2 separate regions of the Mus musculus genome follow, and region 1 is linked to region 2. The links are chromatin contacts, called in public HiChIP or PLAC-seq maps. All regions are on one chromosome and are shown on one strand. The core of a region is the stretch at or near the end of the contact, and the rest is flanking DNA. Distances in the headings are between cores, read along the strand shown.

Evidence for each region. HiChIP or PLAC-seq counts read pairs in DNA pulled down with a chosen protein or histone mark.
Region 1: a contact with region 2 is called in an H3K27ac HiChIP or PLAC-seq map of microglia, with 6 times the contacts expected there. The contact joins two enhancer-like sites. A contact is called at or near these places in 1 of 484 Hi-C or Micro-C datasets (the G1E-ER4 cell line) and 1 of 115 datasets of contacts at active chromatin or transcription factors (microglia).

What each region holds. Positions count from the first base shown.
Region 1 is chr4:139,597,768-139,600,740 of GRCm38.p6, forward strand. All of the region lies in intron 1 of Iffo2 (intermediate filament family orphan 2), which reads left to right. Among named protein-coding and RNA genes, the nearest start is that of Aldh4a1, 24 kb to the right of the region's middle. RefSeq lists an enhancer at 1-2,973. Within about 2 kb of position 1,329, at least 322 of the 459 cell types and tissues checked have an H3K27ac peak or open chromatin away from gene starts, as enhancers often do. A contact at or near this core is called in microglia, where this site is marked.
Region 2 is chr4:139,042,479-139,045,324 of GRCm38.p6, forward strand. The region is part of intron 14 of Tmco4 (transmembrane and coiled-coil domains 4); the gene reads left to right. Among named protein-coding and RNA genes, the nearest start is that of Gm33214, 25 kb to the left of the region's middle. Within about 2 kb of position 1,328, at least 13 of the 459 cell types and tissues checked have an H3K27ac peak or open chromatin away from gene starts, as enhancers often do. A contact at or near this core is called in microglia, where this site is marked.

The DNA.
Region 1 (2,973 bases), core at 79-2,578, 560 kb after region 2:
GAACCAGCCCTGGGCTGTGTGGCCCAAGGCTCCCTGGTTGGTCTCTGCTGACGCTCCTGTCTAGCACATAAGGGCCTTTGGCTGAACCTCTGCTCTGCTGGAAGCCCCTTGTCTGCCCATACCTGGTCCTGCCCCAGGGTAGTGGGATGACTTCCCCTTGGTGAGTGGGCTGGAACAGAGAAGGCTTAGGCAGACCACAGGAAAGGAAGCTGCCGTCCACCCCCACCCAGGGCCAGGGCCAGGCCCCGGCCCACGCTTGGCCCAGAGTGAAGTTTTCCACTGAGGGCTCCAGCCCAGCCTCACCTGCGCCTGTTTCCCATCACCTGAGTGAGTCGGCCTGGGCGTGCCTGCTGCCAGGCGGGACCATTCTTGTTGTCCCACCCCCACCCCACCCTGAGGCTCCCGCCCAGCGCCCTTGCCTGCCTGGCCTGCACTTGGAGCTAGACTGAGCTGAAGTGCAGGATCCGATGCTCAGCCCTGTCTCGGCGCTGGGGTCTTCTTCACCCTCCTCTTCCTCTACTTGCAGAGTGGTTCCCACAACTATCTTCAGAAATGGGGAATATAGAAAAGCAACTCACAAAGGGCGATGAGTTCGCCTGGGATATCACAGCCGGGGGATGTGGGAACAGGCGTTGGAATGTTACCAAACTTGGAGTCGCTGTCTATACCCGAAGAAGCCATTCTTGAGCAGCTAATTAAAACAGCCAGATTAATAGTGTGAGAGAGGAAGACGTTCTCAGTGTGGCCACACTGGGGAGAGGGACAATGACCCCCTCAAGTCACTCTTGGGGGCTCGAAGCGAGGGGAAGTGTTTAAATAGCCATGGGTTTGAGCATCTATCCAGCCTTGGACAGAGTGCGGTTCTGCCCCGCCACTGACCTATCATCGTCTGGCTTCACCCTCATTGGTTAAAACTGTGTGGAATCCTTTTCCAGGAGACCAGGTTCCCTTTTGGCTGTCGCCTTTTCCCTTGCGCTGTTATGAGATTCCTTGGGGGGGGGGGGGTTCCATTTCTTGAGGTTCATTGTTTCCGTAGTCTGATAGTCAAATCAAGGGGGGCATAAAAGTGTCTCCTTTCTGAATGTCTTCATTTCTGCTTCTGTCTGTACAGTCTGGGGACTCTGGGATGGACTCCCCATGGGCCCGGGGTTGTCTGTGATGCTCTAATTATTTGCTGGGGCTGCACCCACTTTCTTCTGGGGCCTTTGAGCCTTTCTCTGACTGCACAGGATATGAAAGACCCATGAGTCAGCCCCTCTGTCAGCGGCTTCAGATTGGGTTTCCGTTTCTCCGTAGCTAGACTTTGTGGGCTTCTTCCTGCTTCTGTGTGTCATTTTGAGCTCATGCAAGAGGCAGAACTACTGGCCTGGTTCCAGCAGCTCGGACTAGGCTGGCTTTAAAGCTGCCTCCCCCACCCCACCCCCAGTGGTCAGCCGAGATTTCTCATCTGTCACGTGGTCCTAGCGCTGGCTCCTCTGGAATGCTGAGAGGCCACATCTGGCTGTGACGAGGCTGCCACCTCCCCCTCCAGCTGCCAGGCTCCCACATGTGCCTCTTCCGCCGCCGAGGTGGTGGTGGGGCTCCTTTGTGGGGTCATTTCCTCTCTCTGCATTGATTGTCTAATGTCCCTGCCTCCCCTCCAGGCCTTGAAAGGTTGTAAGTCGTGGGAGGGGAAGGCTTCTCTTTCTCCTGCAAGCTTCCTGTCCTGGCTGTATTTTGCCCCTCCCCCAGGAGGGATGTCTGAGCCCAGTGGCTGTAGAGAGAGCCTGGTTGTGCTGGGAATTTGGTTGTGGATTCCTCAGCCTGGGAGATAAAGATAAGACCCTGGGGTAGGGCTCAGGCCGAAGGAAGGGGCCTGAGTGTGGATCATTTCATTCATTCCTGCCCCCAGCCCCATTCATCCCCTCTCCCATTCATACACACACACACACACACACACACACACACACACACACACACACACACACACACACACACACACACTGCCCCCATTCACCTTCATACCCACCTATCCATCTACCTATTCATCTTCTGGTCTACCCATCTAACCCATGCCCTTTCATTTAATAAGGGTCAGCAAGATGGCTCAGCAGGGAAAGGCGTTTTGCCACCACATACCCCACATGGTGGAGAGAACGGATTCCCGTTCCAATCGTTGACTATCACACTCCTACCAAGAAGAGATCGCAAGGCTGGCCTCTAGCTGTAGACTCAGCTCTCCCTTTGCAGAGATCTTCTTTTCTCTAATCCCTCCTTGCTTCATCTAACCAGGGCCCAGGGTGCTCAGAGCAAGGTGAGGCTGCCCTCAGATGCTGGCATGGTGAAGAGGGTGGAGGTGGCCTCACTTAGAGCCCTATCGTTATCCCTGGCTTCATTCTTAGAAGAGAGCTCTGAGCGGTATTGATGCCCAGGCCATCTGAGAGGATATATCCTGGTCCCTCAGTCTGCCTTAAATCTGTGGCGGCATTCTGAGAGAGAAAAGCCTCGGAGGAGGAGGAAGAGGAGCAGGCTAACCCTTGCCTGGAGGCTAACATTCTTCCTCATCTTCAACATGGGAGCAGTCCTTGGGGGATTAAACGCTCCCAGTATAAGAACACACCTTCCTCTCCGGTTCTTGCATCTGCCACACCACACTTAGAAGTCAGACGAACTGAGTGTCAGGACAAAATAGAACCAACCACCCATCTGCTCACAGGTGGTCTCTTGAAGGTGACCCCAGCCCCCTGGTCTAGCTCAGAGCCACATCCTGATAGGAGTCTTGGGAACAAAGGCTTTCAGGATTTCGGTGAAGCTGGATCCTGGGGAAGATATACCACCTGCCTGTCCCCTGATAACCCAGGCAGCCAGTGGCTGAAGGGCAGAGATTTCTGCACTGTCAACGTGGCAGCCAGCTGTGCCAGATTTTTCTGCTGCCACCCCTGGGAAGGGCATCTCTTCGGGGCAGTGGGCTCAATCTGTGTAGCCAGCTGCTGC
Region 2 (2,846 bases), core at 78-2,577:
GGTGGATGGATGGATGGGTGGGTGGATGGATGGGTGGATGGATGGATGGATGGATGGGTGGGTGGGTGAATAGATAGATAGAATACTGGTTGCCGTAGCTAATGCTTGCACTCAGTAGGAAGAATTAGCACAAACTCAAGGTCAGCCTGAGCTACACAAGGAGTTCCAGGCCAGCCTGAGGTACAGATGAGCTCTTGTCTTAAAAGAGAGAGCAAAAGAAAGAGCGAGAGACCCAGAAAGTGAGGGGGCAGGCAGAAATAGGTCTATATTAGCATATTTCTAGTGTGGCAATTGTGCAGACTAATTAGCTTTTCCACTAATTAGCAGTGTAAATTCTCCCATTACAGATACCCCATAAACGCTAATTAAGTTGCAGCAGATTCTCCTTGAAGTGCTGAGCTGAGCTTCCAAGGAGTAGAGAAACAAAAACAGAAGAGAAGAGGTGATGGGAGGTGTTGGGAGGTGATGCGAGGTAATGGGAGGGTCCAGGCCTGTGACCCAGCACTTCGAGGCTGAGGCATCCGGCTCAGACCTCATGCTTAGAAAATCAGTATGTTACAGTTGTTTAAAACATAGGTTAAAAACTGCAGCTGAGTAGAGAGGAGCTAGAGGTGGCATGGCATGGCATAGGGTGGCACACGCCTTTAATCCAAGCACTGGGAGAGAGGCAGGCAGCTCTTCTTGAGTTTGAGGCCAATCTGGTCTACAAATCAAGTTTCATGTCAATCATATCTAATAAGGAAAGAAGAAGGAAAAAAAAAAAAAAGGAGAAGGCCGGAGGGGTGGCAGCACAGCCTTTTGACTCCAGCACCCAAGAGGCTGAAGCAGGAGGGCCATGAGTTCTAGGCCAGCCTGGGTTTTATATAGAGATTCTCTCAGAAAAGAAAAAAGATAGAAGAAACCCAACAGATTAACAAGACACTAGAAAAATAAAAAAAATAATGGGCCTGATGATAGCTGTGCACACCTTTAATCCCAGCACCTGGGAGGCAGAGGCAAGAGGTTCCCTGAGTTCAAGCCCAGCCTGGTCAACAGAGTGAGTTCCAGGACAGCCAGGGCTACACAGAAAGACTCTGTCTTAGAAAAACCAAAGATAGATAGATAGATAGATAGATAGATAGATAGATAGATAGATAGATAGATAGATAGATAGATAGATAGAATAACAAGAGATTTGAATATAAATCAAATGAAATTTCTGGACATGAGAAGGCAGGGTGTGAAATCCATGCCTGGTGCTTCAGTAACAGCTTAGACAGAGGAAGAGAGAAACCACAGCAAGATCTATTTGCAGAAATTGCCCACAATGCCTTTGTGGGGGTAAGGAAGTGGAAAACGGGAATGAGGAAGTTCCTTGGTTGCCTAATGCAAAATCTGAGAGAAGAGCCAAGGTGGGAGAGGGAGTTTAATGCCTGAGAATTTTCCAGAAGTGAGTCCTGCCTGAGCTTCAGGGAGCAGCTATGCCTGGTTAGTAGACTCTTGGGAAGAAACACTGTTCACCGAGAGCCACTGAGGGTGGATGGTTTACTGCAGAGCAGGGAAAACTGCCTTTACTCAAGTATGCGCATGCTCATAATCAGTCCATCTAGTCCCAACTAGATTGCAGTCCTCAGTTTACCAGAAATTGTATTCCCAAGTGACACGCCCTCAATGAAGGACCCATGGGGTTCATGCCTAGAATCCCAGCACCTGAGAGGTGGGAGGCCAGCCTTGGCTACATAGTGAATCTGGGGCCATCTAAGCAATGTGAGACCTTGTCCATAAATAAATTACATTTCTGATGGGAAAGCCAAGACCCTGTGTATCAAAATATAAACACCAGCCAATGAAATTAGTAGAAAACTCTAGAGCATAAGAATGTTCTCTAGCCCTGTTGCTAATATTGTTCCCCTGTGATATCTGTCGAGCTGGGCCTCCATTGTTCACATTTCCCTCAACAACTATTGTCTTCCAAGCTTCTACTAGGATGGCCCAGTAAGCACAGCTTATAGCATTTGGCCACCTTCCTAGTCCAAAATCCCAAAGTCTTCCTCTTTCCTCCAAAGAGTAGCCTGGTCGGGCCTGTTCTGTGATGAGACACCATGACCAAGGCAACTTATAAAATAAAGTATTGAACTTGAGACTCACAGTTCCAAAGGGTTAGAGTTTATGACCGTCACACTCGGGAGCATGGTTGCAGGCAAGCAGAGGTGGCGCTGTAGCAGTTGCTGAGAGCTCACACCTCAATCCACAAACACAAGGCTTTTGAAACACCAAAGCCCACCCGCAGTGACAAACCACACCTCCTCCAACAAGGCTATACCTCTTCCAGCAAGGCCACACCTCCTGCAGCAAGGCCACACCTCCTGCAGCAAGGCCACACCTCCTCCAGCAAGGCCACACCTCCTCCAGCAAGGCCACACCTCCTGATCCTCCTCAAACAGTTCCACTAACGGCCAATATTCAAATATGTGAGCCTATGGGGCCATTCTCATTCAAACCACCACAGTGTGTGTTAAAAATCCAAAGGTTAGGGAAATAGCTCTGTAGCAAAGTGCTCGCCTAGTATACAAGGCCCTTGGTTCCATCCCTAGTAATGAAAACTATCAGATGGAAACTTTAATAGGTCATGAGCCCCTCTTTCTCCTTCTTGACTATCTATTCATATACTTGGCTCTGTTCATACACTTCTGTTTGACACGTGGTACCTACGCACCTCAGCCTAGTCATCACATGGTGCCTCTTGCACCCACCAAACTGAAAGTAGTCATCTTTGTGGGTACCTGTGATCTGTTTGTAATAACTCAATTTTGGAAGACACCATAGTTGTCAAAACATACTTGATTAAAAATTGTATCAGATCACAA